Linked DNA regions of Mus musculus: regions 1, 2, 4, 5, 6 and 7 are each linked to region 3. The links are chromatin contacts, called in public promoter capture Hi-C maps. All regions are on one chromosome and are shown on one strand. Each heading gives the region's core, a stretch centred on a gene start, on an enhancer-like site or on the middle of the called end of the contact. The rest is flanking DNA. Distances are from core to core; before and after follow the strand shown.

What was found. Promoter capture Hi-C pulls out the DNA fragments that hold promoters and counts their contacts.
Region 1: a promoter capture Hi-C map of second pharyngeal arch cranial neural crest shows a contact between it and region 3, with 4 times the contacts expected there. The contact joins the enhancer-like site here to the promoter of Slc39a8 in region 3. A contact is called at or near these places in 10 of 39 promoter capture datasets (the 3T3-L1 cell line, 3T3-L1-derived adipocytes, the C10 cell line and 6 more), 1 of 15 datasets of contacts at CTCF or cohesin (the NIH/3T3 cell line), 2 of 115 datasets of contacts at active chromatin or transcription factors (the 230-238 cell line and large pre-B cells) and 2 of 9 other capture datasets (adipose tissue and liver).
Region 2: a contact with region 3 is called in a promoter capture Hi-C map of the SN4741 cell line, with 7 times the contacts expected there. The contact joins the enhancer-like site here to the promoter of Slc39a8 in region 3. A contact is called at or near these places in 6 of 39 promoter capture datasets (the SN4741 cell line, liver, maxillary cranial neural crest and 2 more) and 1 of 115 datasets of contacts at active chromatin or transcription factors (forebrain).
Region 4: a contact with region 3 is called in a promoter capture Hi-C map of the 3T3-L1 cell line, with 10 times the contacts expected there. The contact joins the enhancer-like site here to the promoter of Slc39a8 in region 3. A contact is called at or near these places in 5 of 39 promoter capture datasets (the 3T3-L1 cell line, frontonasal cranial neural crest, liver and 1 more) and 1 of 115 datasets of contacts at active chromatin or transcription factors (large pre-B cells).
Region 5: a contact with region 3 is called in a promoter capture Hi-C map of frontonasal cranial neural crest, with 7 times the contacts expected there. The contact joins the enhancer-like site here to the promoter of Slc39a8 in region 3. A contact is called at or near these places in 5 of 39 promoter capture datasets (the 3T3-L1 cell line, the SN4741 cell line, frontonasal cranial neural crest and 1 more) and 1 of 9 other capture datasets (liver).
Region 6: a promoter capture Hi-C map of frontonasal cranial neural crest shows a contact between it and region 3, with 5 times the contacts expected there. The contact joins the enhancer-like site here to the promoter of Slc39a8 in region 3. A contact is called at or near these places in 8 of 39 promoter capture datasets (the 3T3-L1 cell line, 3T3-L1-derived adipocytes, frontonasal cranial neural crest and 5 more), 3 of 115 datasets of contacts at active chromatin or transcription factors (the 230-238 cell line, embryonic stem cells and large pre-B cells) and 3 of 9 other capture datasets (adipose tissue, liver and macrophages).
Region 7: a contact with region 3 is called in a promoter capture Hi-C map of embryonic stem cells, with 5 times the contacts expected there. The contact joins the enhancer-like site here to the promoter of Slc39a8 in region 3. A contact is called at or near these places in 10 of 39 promoter capture datasets (the 3T3-L1 cell line, the C10 cell line, embryonic stem cells and 6 more), 1 of 115 datasets of contacts at active chromatin or transcription factors (large pre-B cells) and 2 of 9 other capture datasets (adipose tissue and macrophages).

What each region holds. Positions count from the first base shown.
Region 1 is chr3:137,028,364-137,031,070 of GRCm38.p6, forward strand. No RefSeq gene overlaps it. Among named protein-coding and RNA genes, the nearest start is that of Gm26107, 38 kb to the right of the region's middle. Within about 2 kb of position 1,363, at least 2 of the 459 cell types and tissues checked have an H3K27ac peak or open chromatin away from gene starts, as enhancers often do. A contact at or near this core is called in second pharyngeal arch cranial neural crest, where this site is marked.
Region 2 is chr3:137,149,087-137,152,175 of GRCm38.p6, forward strand. No RefSeq gene overlaps it. Among named protein-coding and RNA genes, the nearest start is that of Gm26107, 83 kb to the left of the region's middle. Within about 2 kb of position 1,510, at least 77 of the 459 cell types and tissues checked have an H3K27ac peak or open chromatin away from gene starts, as enhancers often do. A contact at or near this core is called in the SN4741 cell line, where this site is marked.
Region 3 is chr3:135,824,225-135,827,087 of GRCm38.p6, forward strand. Slc39a8 (solute carrier family 39 (metal ion transporter), member 8) reads left to right here and starts at 1,433. Exons shown (of 9, transcript NM_001135149.1): 1 at 1,433-1,576; 2 at 2,016-2,466. The coding sequence starts at 2,248.
Region 4 is chr3:137,528,703-137,531,607 of GRCm38.p6, forward strand. No RefSeq gene overlaps it. Among named protein-coding and RNA genes, the nearest start is that of Gm4861, 23 kb to the right of the region's middle. Within about 2 kb of position 1,494, at least 29 of the 459 cell types and tissues checked have an H3K27ac peak or open chromatin away from gene starts, as enhancers often do.
Region 5 is chr3:137,511,711-137,514,430 of GRCm38.p6, forward strand. No RefSeq gene overlaps it. Among named protein-coding and RNA genes, the nearest start is that of Gm4861, 40 kb to the right of the region's middle. Within about 2 kb of position 1,436, at least 34 of the 459 cell types and tissues checked have an H3K27ac peak or open chromatin away from gene starts, as enhancers often do. A contact at or near this core is called in hippocampal neurons, where this site is marked.
Region 6 is chr3:136,909,839-136,912,538 of GRCm38.p6, forward strand. The region is part of intron 10 of Ppp3ca (protein phosphatase 3, catalytic subunit, alpha isoform); the gene reads left to right. Among named protein-coding and RNA genes, the nearest start is that of 1700006H20Rik, 44 kb to the right of the region's middle. Within about 2 kb of position 1,408, at least 6 of the 459 cell types and tissues checked have an H3K27ac peak or open chromatin away from gene starts, as enhancers often do.
Region 7 is chr3:137,776,786-137,779,703 of GRCm38.p6, forward strand. No RefSeq gene overlaps it. Among named protein-coding and RNA genes, the nearest start is that of Mir6380, 5.4 kb to the right of the region's middle. Within about 2 kb of position 1,571, at least 5 of the 459 cell types and tissues checked have an H3K27ac peak or open chromatin away from gene starts, as enhancers often do. A contact at or near this core is called in embryonic stem cells, where this site is marked.

The DNA of each region.
Region 1 (2,707 bases), core at 113-2,612, 1.2 Mb after region 3:
TCTATTATAATTCATCAAATAGAATTTGGTTTAGGTTATACAGAATTTATCTTGATAAGTATTTCAGCTCCTTTCATAACTGGAAGATGCTGCTGTGTGCAAATCTGATGGTATGAGTGTGCTTGGTAATTAGTCGCCTGGGTTCATTGCTTCTGTGGTGGTGTGATGATGTCAGGTTCTTACAAGCTAATTGGACAAGGTGTTGCATTGCTTGCACTATTCCAAAATGGGGTTAAAAAGCTCCCTAAACTTCACATGCAAGACTCTTAGCACATTAATAAAAGTGTGTGCATGGTTTTGAATATGAGGCTCATTATTCTCATAATAAGAAAAAAAATGAGGGAATCATCTTAAATATCCATTTATAAACAAGTTTTCTAAAGCATCATATATATATAGCATCATATTATATATATATAATTCATTATAAAAATCCCACCTTTATTTACTAATGGCATTTTTGTGTTTTTTTTAATAGCAAATGGACTGTGTCTAATTTTTCTTGATACTTATTCAATACTAACAAGTGTTTACTATGTAGTAAGAAGTATATAGTTCTATAAAATGGAGAGTTAGTTCAATTATTCTGTATTTTACTATATCTATTCCAAGGATATCTTTTTGTCCTGAGTTTTATTCTCTTTAAAAAACTTAACCTGACAAGTGGCAAACGTTAGCAGCTTCTGCATATTCCACTCCAGCTGTTTTGTTGTGACTTGTCCTCCATGTCTCATACACTTTGTTGAATCTGGAAGTTGATCCTATATAAGGAGTTAGTTTATATAACTTCTCAGAAAGTTGTTGATTTACAACTCAAAAATATACTTTTAAATGGAAGACTGTTGTTAATAGAGATTTGTATATTACTGGATTAAGATTTTGCATGTGATACTATTAGACCATTGCCATTCTTCAGTGTAGATGAGTTCACTTTCTTATGTTTGATCCATGTCATTCTGGCCTCCCTGCTGTGGAGACATGTGCCCAGGCACTAGATACACTCTATTTTTTTTCTTTTTCTTTTTCTTTTTTTTTGTCTTTGAAAAGCTTTAGCAAGAACTCATCTTGTATAGTAAATAATATGGATGTCTTAAAGTCTAAGATCTAATAATGCAAATAGAAGAGAAAATTGGGTTTGAATGCTCATTTTATATATTTCACAGCATTACATATAGTCAGGAATAGATCAGAGAAGTGCTGTTTAACTTTTCTGGTCATAATTACCATCTCATTTTAATACTTTGATGGAGCAAAGCAGGTTAATAATTGCTGTCCAATTTGCAGGCTATTATAACAGGTGCCTGCATAATACATCTGTGTGGTCTCAGAATGAGGCCAGTCCCTTGTCAAAAACAGCAGGCGCATTTTTTTTTTCATGTAATAATGGAGCTGAATGTGCTCAGTTGAAATTAGTACCAGGCACAGAAAGGCCTACTGATTTTCTTTGTTTGGAAAAAGTGAGACTTTGCACAGTAGCACAAAACAATCACGGTGCTACTGAGACCAGGGTACCACCATCTCAATTGCCACTTAGGAGCTCTTACTTTCCTGGAGCCAAATACAAATTTCAATTTTAAGTTTCTGGCTTTTACTGAAAATCATTCTGCACAGTTTCCATTGCTTTCTCTTAAGCATTGCAAGGCCCTTGTTTACCTATGTGGAGCACAAAGAGGAGAAGGAACAGAAAAATACTGAAAAATGATTAGTGTTTCTAAAGAAGACACAGTGTTATGTTACAGCGCCAGGGCCATTTTGGCTGAGCTAGAAGCTAAATGGTGAATGATGAGGACTCACGTGTGCTTGATTATCTTGAGACAATCATTCCAGAAGGGAGTCTGTCCCAGTTAGTGCTACTATTGCTGGGGTGAAGCACCATGACCACAGTAACCTGGGGAGGAGAGGGTTTAGTTTACTTCTGCTTCCAAGTCACTGTTCATCATTGAAGGAGGTCAAGACAGCAAAAGGAATCGGGAAACAAAGGCTGTTAGGCTGCTCAGGGAGGAGTGCTACTTACTGGATTGCTCAGTCTGATTTCCCAGGCTGCAGAACCCAGGACCACCAGTTCAGGAATAATCCCATTCACAGTGTGCTGGGCCCTTCCCCACCAATCACTATTTAAGAAAATGCCCCAAAGTCTTTTCTACAGTCTGATTTTATGGGGGTATTTTCTCCTTGGAGTCTCCCTGCTCTCTGACGACTCTAACATGTGTCGGATTGACATAAAACTAAGAGGCACAGAGTCCTTACCTTATACTAAATCTCTTCGACTATGATTCAATGTATCCATCATGTGCTGGTGACTGTGAACAGAGGAATTAGTACATTCCTCAGATTCACAAACACACACACACACACACACACACACACACACACACACACACACACGTCTGTAATGGTGTGTACTATGAAGACATTGTGCTAAACTGCAACTTACCATAGTTGACCAAAGCAAAGAGCTCAAAGATCTTCAATTTGTGGCCAATGCTCCAGGGAAAGGAGAGTTCAGACCAAGAAAAACTCTGTCAACGGCTCTCACAAATATTCACACTGTCCCCCCACATTTACTCTACTCTAACATATTGACGATGTTGACCCTTGAAGTGGAAAGCACTGCCAGAGAGGAACTACTGGAGCGATAAACCATCAGTGCTTACGAAATCAAATATATTATATCCTCAGTGTTTCACTGACAAGTGAAGGTAAATGT
Region 2 (3,089 bases), core at 260-2,759, 1.3 Mb after region 3:
TTATTATTATTATTAGAAAGAAAAGTTTCAGGGGCTGTGACGTTTGAACTGAAGTGTGGAAAATTAGGACAGGGTGGGGTGGCGTGTCAAATTCTCCAGCCTGGTCATGTTTGACATTTTGCACTTGGGTCATTTTTTACTATAGAGAACCAGACTGCCTCCCCCAACCCCAACCCTGGAGATATTTAACATCAGCCTTGTCTCAATGCAGTATATCACTACTTTCCCCAGGCTATCACAGTTACAAACATCTTGAGATGTGCCAAATGTATCTTAAGGGATCAAAGTAGCCCCAAGCTAAGTACTGCTTGGCTTCACAGGAAAGTGGTGAGCGCTGAAGAAAAGAAGAGGGAGGGAGAGAATCACATAGAAGAGGGCCCGCTGGGGGCTGGGTGATGGCTCAGTAGGTAACATATTCACAACACAAGGGGATTACCTAAGTTTGTAGTCACAGTAGCTGTTGAAAGCTGTGCATGGCCATGAACACCTATCACCCCAGAGCTGGGGAGGCAGAGAAAGGACAATCATGGGCTTAACTGACCACCCAGTGCAGCCAATCATGGAACTCCATATTCAGTGATAAACCCTGTCTCAGAGGTATGTAAATAAGTAAATAAACAAACAGACAGGGTAGAGAAAGACACCTGACCTTTTGCCTACACACGCGCGCGCGCACACACACACACACACACACACACACACACACATCCTCTATACAGTCCTGGCTGGCCTAGAACTTAGAACTTGTGATTCTCTTGTCTCTCTCTGTTTTAAGTGCTAGGATTACAGCCATGAACTACCACAGCAGATTCATTGTCGACTCACTTTTATGACTAAATATCCATAGGAGATTTTGAATTGTTATGTTGCTGCCTTCAGTCACCATTCAGAAGCATGGACAGTAGTATTTTTTCTTCCTGTGAAACACAATAACCCAGATTGCTAGACATATCTTAAAAGTGGCTGGTAAGTTCTAATAATGTCATGAACACTTACCTACTGAATAACACCAGATAATGTTCTATCCTTCAAGACTTGTCTGCATAAGAAATGTTTGGGTCATAATGTATAGGGTTTTTACAACTGTATTACTGTCTATATTTGGAAGAGCTAAGTCATAATTTTGACTTTCAGTTAATTGAGATTTTTATACACACAGCATCATAACCCTTTAATAACTGACAAACTCAGAATGCAGATAATATTTTTGGCAATCCAGAATTCTTCTCAATAAAGTGCAAGAAAGCAAATGGTATTCTTCAAGTAGGGAATACTATTTGGCTCAAGACTGTGTACATACACATTTCATCTGAGCTCACATCTTTCCGCCTCTCTTCAGACAGGAAACCACTTAGGATCCTTTTTAAAGGACCTCTGAGTGTCGATGGGTCAAGAGAGCCAGTGATGTAAAAAAAAAGAGACAAGGGCTGAGGGACGGCTGTGCTCCAAAGGCCTGGGAAGAAAGCTTATCGTGTTGCCCGCTCTGGCTATGACACATCCCAACTCCTGGGAGGAAATCAAGAGCGGAAACTGGGCAACCATGGAGATGAGTCACGAGCAAGGAGACTGTGAGCGTTATGAAGCCGACAGCTGCAGAACAATGGAAGCTGCGAGGCTATTTTTGTTTGGCTTCAACAATTAATTGAACCTGGTGGAGCTGACAGTGTGCCTTCTCTCGATCTTCCCTTACTAAAAGTGGAACGTTTCCATGCCAAAAACTAGCATCTCCTTCCTGTTGGAGATTGATTAAAACGCCACTGTGCTCTTTCATGTGTTTACCTCTAGAAGGAGCTTATTACAAGACAAAAAGTATCCAAACGTTGAAAAAAAGAAACGGCCATTGTGTTACTGGGTTTCTAAGGCTGAACTGAGAACTCAGATATAGGTGGACCTCTCTCCTACCAGTAAGTATGGCAAAGAATAGCCAGAGGCCTTCAGAAGCAGATGGCTTGCATAGTTACAGTTATGGATTTCTTTTTCTTTTTCTTTTTTTTTTTTTAATTTTCAATTACATTTCCACGGGGGGGGGGGGGGAGGAATAAGAATTCAGTCAAGAAAAATGTAGCTATCCCTAAAAATTTCTCACTGTTCACCAAAGTGCCCCAAGTCGAGACAGGTATAAATTTAACATTACCATATCAGAAAACAAAATTTGAGGCAGAATTCGGAAACTTGTGTGAAAATGATTGTCAATGTACTGATCCTAGGATATCATGAGCATTTGTTAATATCTTCCCAATCAACATTGCTTCTTTGGAGCCTATGATTATCCGACCATAAAGAGGTTGAATAGTTTTCCTACGTTAGAAACATCCCTTAGGTTGTAGAATGGAGAGCAGATATGGAGAGAGTAGGAGATGAATGGGATTGGGGTAGATAATGTAAAATTCACTACTACTACTACTACTACTACTACTACTACTACAAATGAAATATCACTTTGGCTGGAAGTTCCAAGATCTGAAAGGAGGTTTTAACCCAAGTGGCCGCATGAATCATAAAGTGGTCACAGGATTGGCTTCAATGAGCAATGACTAACAATTCTGGGAGCAATGTGGGTCTAATCAGATACCTCATCTTAAAGGAGCTGGGTCAGAATTCCAGAAGGGCAGAGACAACTGGGAATGTCTCCAGGACTTGAGCAGGCTTCATGGCATGTTAATGGGAGAAAAAGATGAACCATTTAAAGTAAGTGTTAATACAATTAAATTACTGGAGGTAGAGGAGTCTGCAGGGAAAAACCAAACTGGAGAGGAAATAGGGAGGAAAAATCACCACAAATTCCTCTCACTCTTGCACATCCTCAGAGGCAGCTCTAGCTTCTCATCTCCAAAGTGTGATTACATTGTTCTAGTCTTTTTCCCCCCAAATGCACCCATGTAAACACAAAAATCAAGATGTTCTTGATGGCCACAAGCTGCTGTGGGACCTCAGTGTTCATTCTATTTCTTCCTAATGAAGTCTTTTTCCTCTTCTTCTTCAGGGCATAAAATATTGTATCTGTTAAATACGACCTGATGTTGTAGGACATGATTTATGCAGTTTCTTCCATCATTACCTTTGAGTAAAACATCAAAAAAGTATTTTAA
Region 3 (2,863 bases), core at 183-2,682:
GTTTGTCACTAAAGCAAAAAGGGAGAAATAGACAATATACTACACTTAAAACTCCACTAAAAAGTTGAAGAGACTTTTTTTTTTTAATCAGAAACTTATCAGCTGGGTAGATGCAAGAGCTCCTTTGTGCTATCAACTTACATTTGGCCCTTTTGTGAGAGGTTTGCCCTTTGAGCATCAGTACCGTTCTGTAAATTAATACCAACATCGGACAGATTTTTTTTTTTTTTTAATTGGAAAGAGTCCAGCCTCAGGATCATTTAGTTCACTGCCTTTCAAGGCAGGGCTTTTTGTCATGTACAGGTGAGTGCTTCTCACCTGGGATCTGTTGATCTGAATTGCTTCCAGTCATGAAGAAATTATTCTCCACATTAAGGCTTGGCACACTTATGCAGAAAACTTCCTCCTGGCAGCTGCCCTGTACAGCTGCCTAATGCCTCTGGTGTGAGACGGAACATATCCCCACCTCTATCACAGGAAAGTCCTTCTGTTGTTCTTGCCTAGGCCCCCATCTTCCTAGAATCCAGCACCCCCGCCCCCGCCCCCCCTCCTGCCACACACACACACACACACACACACACACACACACACACACACACACACGGGGGGGGGGAGAGAGAGAGAGAGAGAGAGAGAGAGAGAGAGAGAGAGAGAGAGAGAGAGAGAGAAAGAGAGAGGGAGAGCGCCAAATTTCTTATGAGTAATAGTTTCTTTTTCCTTCTACCTTGTTTTTCTGTTAGCTGTCTGCCTGTTTTTAAACTTGCTGTTTTTAGGAGGGTAAAACACACACACACACCCATCCTGAAAGGCATGAACAGCACTTTGAATTCTTTTTCTGACAGCCGAGCGGGTTTCACTTTATTTCTTTATTTCTAGATCGTTTCATCCACCGGACACAACCTTTGTCCCCAAACACCACATTCACTTTACACAAACTTGTTGACCTGACACCCAACTCAGCTTTTCTTGAACCTTCGTCTGAGCAAATAAACATTCCTTGTGATCTGCGGATATCCCGAGCGGCGTCAGGAAGGGCCCGCGAGGCCCCTGCTGGCTCAGCTAGCCCACCAACTTGCGACTGATTTGGTTTCCTCTTTCTCCTCTGATTTTTAAGAAGTGAGGCAAAAAACCAATTCCTGTTCATTTTTGAGACAATGCAAGGGGCTCTAGACACCGTTGCAGGAAGCTGATTTCATGGAGGTCACCAAAAAAGTGGGCCGGGACACCAGGAAGGGGGCTAGGGATCCCACCGTGGAGGTGGGCTCCAGGGAGTAGGCACCACAGCGGCTGGGATGGCAGACAGAGAGGTAAGCGCCCCGGCGTGGACGCACTTGGGAGATCAGCCTGGGGGAGTGTGACACCACGTGCTTCAGGGGCGGGGACAACACTCTCCCTCCCCTTCTTATCTCTAAAGGGTGCAGGGCCTGATCTCAGAGTTTCTTAGAGAAAGGAGAGAGAAAGACAGACAGAGAGAGAGAGAGAGAGAGAGAGAGAGAGAGAGAGAGAGAGAGAGAGAGAGAGAGAGAGAAGTATTTTGAATATATTTGAACCTCAGGGGCTGACATAGACAGTAGAGGTGAGAGGCTAGCAACTTCTCCGTTTCAACTTGCCAAGCTCACAGCCAGTTGTGCAGAGAGGGTCCAGCGTAGACGCGGGAACCTGGGGACCCCGAGGGAGTGTTTCTCTGCAGATTTTTGGGGGGTGGGAGCTTCAGTCCCGACCCTTCCACGTTTCTGCGGCGGGAAAAAAAAGCCTCAAGACAGGAAGAGGAGTTGGGGTTGCACAGTCAGAGGATTTAGTTCCCCGAAGTGTGGCGCGGTTGGGGCTTTATATCCGGGACAAGCGAGAGTCACCACACTGTAAGCAAATCCTGGGGCTTCAGCAAACCAGGCTCCGGGCAGCTGGCCCCACGCCCGGCTCGGAGTTCGAGACTCTGGCCACTCAGAGCTCTGGGGCCCGCAGACTGCTGACCCAGTGCCCTTTATCTCTGTCCCCCTTTGTTCCTTTTATCTCAGGCTCCGCAGGAGGCTCCGAGAGGCCACACTGCCTATCGCCCTTCTGGCTGTTCTACCTCTTCAATGCCCCGAAGGTCTGAGACTGCAGAGCGGGGGCACGGAGTGTCTCGCTAACTGGGCCAGGCAGTGACGCGGGACCGGCGCACCCTCCCACCCCCACCCTAACGGCACTGACACCGGGGCACCGGCGCGGGTCCCTGCATCAGCTAGCTCCGGAGCTGCGCGCTCCACGATGGCTCCGGGCCGGGCAGTGGCCGGGCTGCTGCTGCTGGCGGCCACCAGCCTGGGACACCCCTCGGAGGGACCGGAGCTCGCCTTCAGTGAGGATGTGCTGAGCGTGTTCGGCGCCAACCGGAGCCTGTCGGCCGCGCAGCTGGGGCGCCTGCTGGAGCGTCTGGGGGCTGCATCCCAGCAGGGAGCGCTGGACCTGGGCCAGCTGCACTTCAACCAGGTAAGGGTGGCCCCGTTCTCTGCAGTTTTCTCAGATTCCCATCCCCAGAGCAGTAGCACCAGAGAAAGGATTTCGTGAAGTTTTTCAAGTTTGAAGCGGTCATTTGATCCTCACCGGTTGGTTCACCGGGCATTAAGGGACTTGAGTTAGAGATCTGGCAAGCCAAAATGAGAAGTTGAGCTACCAGAGGACTTGTTGATCTATAGAAAAACGGATAGGTCTACGAAGTAGTTGAGGGCGGAAACTCACCCAAGATATGAACTTTAGATAGGAATGGTATATTTAATTCTTAAGGAAAGAGCCATTTACTTAACTTACACATTCAGCAGTAGGAACCTGTCACCTGCGGTCCTTATCAGTTTCAGGGTGAGTGACCACTCCCATTTAAAAACACTCT
Region 4 (2,905 bases), core at 244-2,743, 1.7 Mb after region 3:
GGTCCTTTCTCTAGCTCCTTCATTGGGGACCCTATGCCCAGTCCAGTGGATGGCTGTGAGCATCTCCTTCTGTATTTCTCAGGCACTGGAAGAGCCTCTCAGGGGACAGGCTTCCATTTTTAATTCTGCAAACTGAGCAACAAGTAGGACCTGCTTCATTGAAGCTCCTAATTTCCTTCTGTGTATCTAGAAGAAATTCCCTCTCTGAGTTCATGGGGCTCTGAAAGCAGTTTAACTGAGATGTGTGGAGGCTGCTGGACTCCAGGGCTCCCAAAGCTCTCCTGGGAGCTGGTTCTGCACAGCACATACACCCTTCATCTATTTTGTTTCCTTGTTCCCCTTTTACCTTTCCTCGACAAACATGGTGCCTTGTTCTCAGAGGAACAAAATTTCATTTCTTTCCAAATCTCCCTCGTCCCAACGTCACATACTTTTCTGCTATATTATTAAGGCAAAGTTACCAATTCTTCTTCTCTGGCTGTTTCTTGTTTGTTATTGTACATTGGGAATTGGATTTATTGATCCACTGAGTACCTGGAAAGCCAGACATAAAAGCATAAGCTCCATTAGTTTTCTATTTTCTTCTAATATAACTGGAGGTTACTTTTTCTTCCATTAAGAATTTGAAGTTGAAAAAAACAACATCATTCTCTTCCTTATTCTCTACCAGCATAACAGGACGCCTCAGGACGCCTGGCCTGTTCTCTCTATACTTAAGCATTTCACCTCTTGAATTTGCTAATAATTAGGTATAGTAAACCTTAAAGATGCATTGTTCTATGTGATATGCATGGACCCAGAGGCACACAGACATGCACAGATATAAATGTGTACATGCACACGTACAAGCACACACACACACACACACACACACACACACACACACACACACTTTGATTTTGAGTCCTTATCATGCACTCAGAAAATTCCCACTCCAGAAACTTATGCTTAACAAGAGACAATGTGTTGGCATAAATACACACCTAGAAAACTGTTATAAATTTACTTGTGAGACATTCTCCATAATAAACAATCATATTCTCTTTTCAGCATTTGTTGTTAAAATATACAATAGTGGTAGACACAACACACTAAAGTCCAAAGAAATAAGGACGTTTGGCTCTTGCAAAGAGTAAACAGATTTTTCAAATATATTCTTTCTCGAAGAAATAACCTGGAATGTGAAAAATGCCTGGAGAGAATTATGGTTATTAATGCATTTTCCTTCTCAAAATCCAGAGAGCCAGCCATATGCTCTGTGTTATGAATATGCAGATGGTCTCGATGCAGCTATTTTTCTCTAATTGAAACCATCAGGGTAAAATAATGCAGTCATTTAGGAAGCTGGTTCAGCCAGGTCTTTTTTACCCTTCTCCAAAAGTGGCCAAGCTTCTACATGTTTATCCAATTTGGGGAGCCTTACTGTTCATTGAAAGAGAGAGACAAAGAAAGAAGCAGGAAGGACAGCCTTACTCTTAGGGTCTTTGTGTTAAAATTTGCATTTAATGAAGTCAATGCATTACACAGATGGGTTTCTTTTAGACAGTTTTGTCTAGCGCCCGTCTCTAGTGTTCCTTAAGCAATAGCAACTCTGAATTCTGAACCCTTGCTGTGCCTGTCTTTTATCCAACAATGATGTTGAAATGAAGGGTATCAAGTTAACCTGTCAGACTGCCTGCACCTCCCCTCAACCGCAGCTGTAAGCTGTGCGTGTCAGCCTGGCCTGGCTAAATTCTTTAGCAAGGAGGTTTGACATTCTGTTACAAGGTGCTGTACACCTTTCGTTGACAACAGATTGTGATCAGCCATGAACAGTAAGTATACAGAGTCTAAGATAATCCTCTTCCTGGTTCTTCCTCTTCTACCTATCCAGTTTGCATAGCTCTGCCCCCTTAATGATGACGAAACCATGTGATTTTTTTTCCCAAGACATTGTTCAGAAAGCAGCAGCCCTACGGGGTAGAAAAACTAACCTAAAGAAAGCAGGCTGAAGTCTAAGTTCACATGCTGTGCTTGACACGATTATTCGGAGAAAACTGTTTTCCTGTAGCATATGTGTATGCATAAAATATGGTGCTCATTCTTCATAAAAAGAAGAGTCCCTTTAAGAAGCAGTTACAGAAGGAGTGACTTGGGAGACACACAACTCTTTTTAAGAAAAGTCTTAGAATGAATTAGAAGATAAAGTCATACATGGGTAGCTGACATCATCATGGCTAGATGTTTGGCCGCTTAAAGTTAATGGCAGTCCATGGAGCAGCTTGATGAAGTGGAAGCAGGATGATCAAATACACATTCCTCTTCTGCCCTTCCTCCTCACAAATGCTGATTAAGTGCAAGGGTTTCCCCCTACCCAAAGAGACAGTAATTCTTTAGCACACGACAATGAACACAAAAGAAGGAACCAAACCAAAGAACTAACAACAAATCACCCAAATTTGGACGAGCACAAATCCAAGCCTTGAGATAGAAAGAAAAGGTCTGGAGTGTTTCTATCCAAGAACAGGGTAAATAAGTATTCTGCAGAGCAACCTATTCCTTCTCCTTCGCTAGCATTTATAAACATGGAACTTGTACTAGTCAGAGCCAAAATTATACATCATCTCCATATGTCTATATGTTATTCAAACCCAATATGCCCTTCACCCTGCAGTGACCATTCCATCTACTAGCAGAAGTTTGAGGTTCTACCTGTCAGAGAACTAGCTTCCAGGCATCACCTCAAGATTCTAGAACCTGTCCTGTTATTCCCCTTGAAAAATTCCTACTCCAGATCCCCAGTGACTGCTCCAGCTTTTCTGGACCAGACCTCTAGGCCCCATTACAACTTGGAGACCAGAACCATTTCATCACCTTATCTCTAAAATTGTGTTTAATAATCCCAACCCCTTCCTTCACTCCTTCA
Region 5 (2,720 bases), core at 186-2,685, 1.7 Mb after region 3:
ATTCCGGCTAAGGAATTTTCAATAATATCTGCTACCATTCACCCTGTGATTACCATGACAGTCACTTAGGGTATATAATCTACATCATTATCTACAACAATTCCATGAAGTAGGAATTGTGTTCAACTTTTATGAATAAAGTCCAGTCATTTAACCCCCAAAATATTTAGCTACTAAATGGCAGAGTGGATATTCAAAAGCCATCTTGTCAGACACTAAAACCCAGGTTCCTCACCCCATTTATGACACTACCCTTCATAATAATAGGTCCTAAACACAAAGAAACAAACAATTGAATAAAAATCTATTGAGGAAAACACGTGAAAAGCTTGTCAGAAAAAGAGCTATACATTCCTGAAAGGTGCTACATGGAATCTACATGCTCTGAGTTCTGCCTTGATGCATGTGTCCAAGAATGTATAGGCAAATGGTCCCCGTGTACCATTTCTTAACATGTATTTTTCTCATCCTGAAGAATTCCCTTACTTCTTTGTCTTACTTTCACATAGGAAGCTGTGAATTCCCTTGTCTAGACCCTAGGATCTCCTTTCTTGAATAGCTCTAACTTCCTTCCTGCCAGTCTCCTAATACCATTGGCAAAGCTGTTTTCCATATCTGCCACTTTCACAGTATATCTTAATGTGAGTTCCCTGTGCTTTCCCATGGATCTACTAATTGCCTAACTGTGGGTACTTCCCTTGAGGAGCCCAGCCTGCTCTACCTGTCTGTTCCCTCTCCTACTATAACCAGCTGCTTTACTTATTACCTATTACAGAGGCTATTCTACACCCTCCATCCTAGACAATCTGGCTCCTTAATGTTCCTCCTGATCTCAAAGCTGCATACTGTCTATTCCAAGTCATATTTGTAGAACTGGCTGCCAAGGAAGAAATGCGAGGTTGGCACAGCCTTTTGGACAGAGCTACCTGTCTGTTCACCCTAGGAAACCCCCTTTCACCAAATTATTGCATTCACCAATTAGAATGAAGCTGAGAGACCATGCCTGATGGATTTGCTATGCAAGCTTTTATCTGGGCAGACAAGTGAGTCTGTATTCTAGGAAGAATAGCATCAAATGTAGGGTAGAAGCCGGTGTTCACTTCATTCAACAGTTTTCTTCCCTGTTTTCAAGTCTATATTTCAAAATGAAAGAACTCTGAGGACTAGAAGATGGTGTGCTCTCACTGAGCAGTATTCTTTTCTATTTTTAGCCATTCCTTAACCAGGCTGCAGAGGATTTGTTAACTTGGGATACATACGTGAACATCCAGGGAAGCAACCTTAGTGGCACTCTAACAGTTCACAAAGGATAATGTCACCATGTGTGTTAAGACACAACATCTCTCAGGTTCTTTTTTCTGGGCTGTATCAGCTGTAAGGCGAGAACTGCCAGTGTCTTTTATTTGTCGCTCAGTAGAAAGTATTTGCCTGAAAAGGAAGACAGCACACATGAGAGCCAAGAGGAGGAGGGAGCCCTGCCAACGTCACATGCACTGTTGGATTCAGCCGTGCCTGTGGACAAAATCATTGCTTGGACTTTCGAGTGATGCAGCCCAATAAATCCATATGCTTTTGTAGCTTAAGCGAGGGTGGTTGAAATATTTATATCACTTGCAGTTCCCTGAACTCTAAATAATAAACACTGTGTAGTTCAGAGTCAAGATGGCTGTGTGAGGCATTTTTCAAAATAGGAAACAGATGGTTCTCTCAAATTGGATAATTTGGGAGCATAGTTTAAATTAGGTTCTGTTTATGAAGGTGTGGGCAGAGTGAACTGGAACCACAGGGCTGGAGAAGGGCTATAACAACCAATAACACTCAAGGGCAGGGGACAGTTACCTGAACACAGAACGAGAGAGTCATGAAGAAACAGTAACCCTGGAGGAAAAAAAAGAAAAACCAAAAAAACCATGCTTGATCTAGCCAAGGTGATGGCTGGTTTACAGTGAGCACATAGGGGAAGTGGAGAACTACATCTCCTGCCTCCTTCTAGTAATCCCCTGCTTAGATGCCCACTGGCCACTCAACTGAAGCTCAAAGATGCCTCCGACGCGACTCACACAAGTCTGTTTCCTCAGGCAGAGAGATCCAGAGTGATAGGGTGAAAGTCGGCCTACAGTTCAAGACAAGGATACTCAGTATGGTCTTTCCCTTCACCCTTGTCCTTTGTCCCTCCTCCAGGTAAAGGGTGCATGTTCTCATCTCAAGAGAGATAAACATAAAATCCTTGGCTTTGGCCTTATCATGGAGTGGCATAAAGTTCCCTTGTTCCATCTTCCAAGGTCACAACTGGGTATAACTGTTGTGACCTATGCTTTTTGTCCACAATGGCAACCACTGTGAACTCCCCATGAAATCACAGTCACTTCAGAGAAAGACTGAAGTGCAGTAGAAGGAGTCACAGTGTTCATGAGCCATTCGCTCCTGTAGGCAACATACTCAGGATTGGAGTTGCATACAGCGCTTCAATATTCTAGTAAAATGTTATTGCTTATATTCCCCTTTTAACTCTGTGGATCAGGTAATAGTTCAAAATAATGTAAAGTTCAAGTCACATAATTGTTCTATAACTTGGAATGGAGTGTTTAGTATCTGCCAGAACTTAGTGCAAGCCAGAGTCTAATTTGCAAATAGAAAGTAGATTGTCAGTAAAGGAGGGCATGGAGTTACTCCAGAACCATGACTCTCTGAACTGTTGATTTTCCAATCCAGTTTGCCAG
Region 6 (2,700 bases), core at 158-2,657, 1.1 Mb after region 3:
TAATAATAGGAGCTTGCAGCTCATGTTCCTGTCATATCAACTTGACTTCTAAGTGTCTGCAAGGCCTTCAGCAAGGAGGGATTCCCCGCATTGCCTTCCAGGTCTGTCACGTCCCCTTTAGGATTTAGTGATGGTGATGCTGAGTGACAGCAGCCGATACTTAAAAGTGTCACCCATCATTCTCAGTTACTGCTACAGAATAAACACTTTCATTAACTTTATCATTTTGGACAGCAAGGAAACAATTAAGGATGATTTGTTTTAAGGTTATTAGACAGTTTGGTGTGCTGTTGTTATTATCTATAGTCTTGAAGATAACCTTTTGGTGGATGCACTATTATTGTCCCTGTTTTTACGTAAGAAGCAAAGTCAAGTCTGTCAATGTAAAACCTAAAACTGTGTAGCTAGGAAAACAAGAATCTGAACACAGACTAGTTGATGCATCGCCTCTTCTCCGGTACTTGAGATGTCCAAGACCTAAAATTACCATTGTTAAGTCTCTTCCTTGGAATCAGTATGATGAGAAAGAATGAGAAAGCTAGAAAGAGAGGCAGGAGAGCCAGGAAAGGAGGAAGAGGGATAGTGCAGAAAAATTATATTTATATACTTTCATTTGTTGTTGTTAAATATGATGAAGGATATTTTTTTAAAGCTGGATTTTACACAGTCCTTTGCCCATAAACATTAATGCAGCACTTGAGAAGCTGAAGCAGGATTGTGAGTTCCAGGCCAGGCTGGGTCACCTGTTGAGTCCTTATTCTTAGCCCACAAAAGAGCAATGGAAGAGAAGGTTTTCACTATCCTGCTTCAACATCAGCTTCTCTAAGAAGCTGGAAGTGTTTCCTTGTGTGAAAAGTTTAGGTGTGTATGGCCACACAGAAAGGTCTCTGGTCACATCATGAGTCTCTCCTTGGCCTCTGCCTCACCACAAGCCGCCTAAAAAAGGGCTGCTGTGCCCACTGGCCTGTGGTGTTTGTCTTGTTCTGTTTTGTCTTGTCTTGTTCTGTTTTCCGGGTTGAGAGCAAAACACAAACTGCCTGCTGTTGTCTTGAAAAGTTTAGAAGACAGTTTACTGCCGAGGAGTGTCTTCTGAGACCCTAATTTATCTGTAGCTTGGCCTCTGTTTCCTTTCCATTTCTGATTTTGGATGATAAAAGACGAGCCTGCTTTCCATTAAGGCTTGATTCCCCCCCCCCCCCCGAATATTTTAGAGAGGCTCAAGACGATGACTCTTGGTTGGTAGTTATTCCTCACTTATGGAGAAGGCGCGCTTTAAAGAAGGAGTCGTAAATGATCCTGAAGAGGGGGAAAGCTGCCAGAAATGAAGACTTTTCAGCACCGAGGAGGCTTCTGTCCTGTTCATTACCACACCAAGAAAGCTGGAATGGCAGAGACCACCAGAAAGCTAGCGACAGATTTGTGAGCGCAGCACACCCGTTCATTTGGGATTTGCTTTTAGGCCTGAAGGCATAGACTCTGAGATCACTTTTTTTCCCCCTTAAATACTAATTATGTTTGAGGCTGTGATATTTGATAAGCCTCGCTAACAAGAAAAATGCAGAGGTGAAACTGAAATCCTGTAGCATAAGAAAGCATGAGAAGAAGACGAAAAGGAATGCATTTGAAGCCAAGCATAGTTCCGGGCTGCCCTGGAAAGACAATATTTAATTAGGATTTCTGTCTCTGCTTTCAGCTAGAGAGAAAGTCTCACATAGAACCTCCACTCCCCGCCACCCCCTGCCCCGTTCTTATCCACATGTTTTCCTATCCTATGCTGACCACAAGCGAGTCGTCAGCCACGGGAGCTGACTAGATTTCCCCAAGCTTCAGGGCAGCCATTTCAACTGTGTACCAAGAAATGGGCTGGTTTTGAACTACTAGGTAATTCCGTATATCTAATATTACAGATCTCGGAGTGAGATTATCTCATCTCACTTTAAAATGTCACACAGGGAGCTTTGTAAAGGGTAAAGCTAGGGACTTTAGAGCCTGGTATGGCATCGTAGTGGAGCCTAGGGAAGCCCTGAAAGACTTGGCTGTAGGGATTTTTACCAGAATTCTACTTATGTTCCATGACAGCTACTTGACCTCCTGCACATGACACCATTTGACATGCTAGTCTCGTGTAAATGTACGTGGGGACCCTAAGTCCTCAGGCTTTACCACCCGAGTCAAGGGATTATTTTCAGCAAGTATTGAAAGTGTCTAGATGTATTTTTTTTTTACTTTAAGAATCCTAAGTGGTGAATTATTTCAGCCTGAAATTTTTACTCTTGATGTCTCCTCTGCTTCATGCTTCATTCTGCCCACTCAGCCCTGTTCTCTTGTCTCTGATTATTTTATTTCCAAGCCATCCATTTTTGGTTTGCAATATAGGTAAGAAATCTCTATGCCCTGTAATAACTGACAGTTTGGGGGGGAACATAAAAATATTTGTTAATTGTTTCTTGTGTTTAATTTACAATGATGAAATCAAGCATGTGGCTTTGTGCATAGGCACCAGGCATATGGCCCCAGAATGTCTCAAGTCTTTATGTAGAAATATAAAACAGATAGAAGCAGACAAAGCTCCCTGGGGTGGCTATGTGGTTGTCCTTCTGGCTACACTCAAGCATACTCTGAAAACAAGTTGCCATAATGAAGGGAGAATTCTGAGGCCTGAAATCATGCATGAACACAAATAAAGGCTGGACAAGGGTG
Region 7 (2,918 bases), core at 321-2,820, 2.0 Mb after region 3:
AGCAGTCTTGAAGTCTGCAGCAGAGTCGCTTACAGTGCTCAGAGCAAATGCAGTCATTGGCATTAATGGAACAGGAATGGCTCCCGAGCACGCTGCTAGGGAGGTCTTTCTAAAGCATTGTTCAGAGCTGCAAGTTATCCTAGAGATAATGCTGGAACACTGGAAGTTGTTAATGCTTGCAATTACCTTTCAGAATGAACACTGGTGTTTATTGGAGCATGGATATTGCGTACGAAGATAGTACACTGAGGATCTATAAACAATGGGCACTGACTCTTCAGTCCCTTCTCGTCCTAGAAGGAACACCCTAGGCTGAGAAGTTCAAAGATACTGGGCTATAAGGAAAGGCTTATACTGAGACACAGACTGAAGTTCATTCAAGGATATCAGGGATGCGAAGTCATTTTCAGCAACCCAATTCCAGGCTGAGCCACCTTAGACAAGAAGGATCATTACTCTGTGACTAAGAACTTTCATTACTTGTAAAACAAAAACAATCATATTCTCACCTCATGGTCTTGAAATTGTAAAAAAAAAAAAAAAAAAGCTGGGCGTGGTAGCACACGACTTTAAGCTCTCAGGAGGCAGAGGCAGGCGGATTTCTGAGTTCAAGGCCAGCCTGGTCTACAAAGTGAGTTCCAGGACAGCCAGGCTATACAGAGAAACCTTGTCAAAAGAAAGAAAGGAAGAAAGAAAGAAAGAAAGAAAGAAAGAAAGAAAGAAAGAAAGAAAGAGAAGATGAAAGAAAAGAAAAGAAAAGAAAAGAAAAGAAAAGAAAAGAAAAGAAAAGAAAAGAAAAGAAAAGAAATTGTGAGTAATGTTAGATAGGACAGAGACATACCAGGACTCTGCAGATAGTAACCACTATCACTGTTATTATTTTCCAGGACTGGACCTTAAACCCTAGAGGTCTTGGATACCAAAAACAAGAACAAAGATTGCTCTCCTGGAATGTGCCCACTGACTGCCTCCTAGTCACAGAGGAGACAAGCTCTGTGCAAGGAATCCCAGAACCAGCAGAAAACCATTGGCTACCTTACATTTAACCTTCTGTGCAGTCATTTCTCTAGAGAAGCTAAACCATGTGTGGTCACAGCCAGGATATGCCTGAGCACATTCTTTTCCAGGCACCCTGCCTGTCTTGTCAAGTCACTAAGAGAGCTCTGGGGTTTAGCAGAAGTTCAGAAGATAGGCCAACGGGACAACGTACAAAAGAAAGACAAACCCAGGCTTCCAGCAGAAAGTATTTCTGAGCACCCAAGAGAGAACCAAGATGTCGCCGACGCTAGTACAGAGAAGTCCTGCAGAAGCCGCCAAGAGATTCCAAGGTAGAGAGGAGGGGAGCCTGAAGAGCAGAGTCCTGGGAAAGCCTGTCTCACTCAGAACATAAATGGCATGGTGGACTCCACTCCATGTGGCGGGACATGTTGGTAGTACCGCGATATCTGTGTACTGTGTTTAGTACAGTATATATGTAGTCCTGTGTTTAGTGACAACCCGGGGCTATTGTGTGTGATGGAAATAGAAAACAGGGTTTCCTTTCTTTTTAGGCTAGAAAATAAAATGGCCACAGGATGGCAGTACAAGGTAAGAGATGAAGGTTAGCCAGGTATTCTGTTAACTTTGTTGATTTGAGATCGTCTCATTTGCACCAGACTGGCTTGGAATGGCCTGCATGTCAGAGGTCGACCTCGAACTCAGATCCTCTGGCTTCTGCCACTGAGAGCTGAGATTGCAGGCATGCACCATCGTGCCACCAGCTTAGTCCTGGGTTCTAAACCCAGAGAGGGTTTTGTGAACGCTGGGCAACCATTCTACCCAGCAAGCCGCATCCCTGGACTGAATTTTGGAAACGACAGGCAGAATGCAAAACCCTAAATTATGGAGTTCTCTGATTAAAAGTAATTTCTGAACTGAGTGTGGAAATACTTTTCCTCCTAACACTTATCTGCTATACTGTGTAAGGGTGCATGCATGTGGAATCGCACTGCCCATCACTGAGAGCTATTTACTGGCTTGATTTGAAGTGAAGACGCATGAAAGGCCCTCGGCCAGTACAGCAAAATGTGGTGGGAAGAGAAGAACACGGCCAGAGGGAAGTATGAATCAAAGACGGGCTTGCAATAGTCCCAGGACTCAGAAGCCAGCCTGGGCTAGATGAAGTCTCTATCTCAAAAACCAAAGGCAGACTGGGGATATAGGTCCACTGTAGACTACTTGTCTAACATGTACAAAGCCCTGAGTTCAACCCCCAGCACTGCATAAACCAAGCAAGGTTGGCACGCACCTGTAATCCCAGGTGGTAGCAGACATGCAATTCCAAGTGGTGGCAAGAAAATGAGAAGTTTGAAAACTCATAGCCATCTTCAGCTATATATTAAATTTAAGATAAGCTGGATCCTGTCTCAAAGCCAATTATTTTAAAAGGGGAGGAGATCTAGAAAAGCAGCAATAGTTTAAGATATGGGTGCATGGCTCAGAAGGTAAAGGCACTTGTCACCAAGGCTGACAAACTGAGTTTGATTCCCAGGCTCTGCCTTGTAGAAGAGAACCCTGCAGTTTGCCCTTTAATCTCCAAAGCAGCACTATTCAAGTATTTAAAGGTAGAGAGATGGGAGGTGGAAAGAGAGGCTTGCTCTGACTTAGATGGGAGCATGTATATTCATAGCTGGGGGAGTCTTTGTCACCTACGTGTGCAATTGGCCAACAAACCTACAGAAGAGGATGGGACACAGCCCCATCTAGGATCAGAAGCCATTCCTGTAGTCCACAGGGGAAGCTAGGATACCATCAAGTCTCACGCGCACGCATAAACACACACACACACACACACACAATCAAGCTTAATTAATTTCTTCAAAGTTTAGACAGCACCCCTTTTCACATGGCCACTTGCGCCTCCATTTCTCCACACAGAC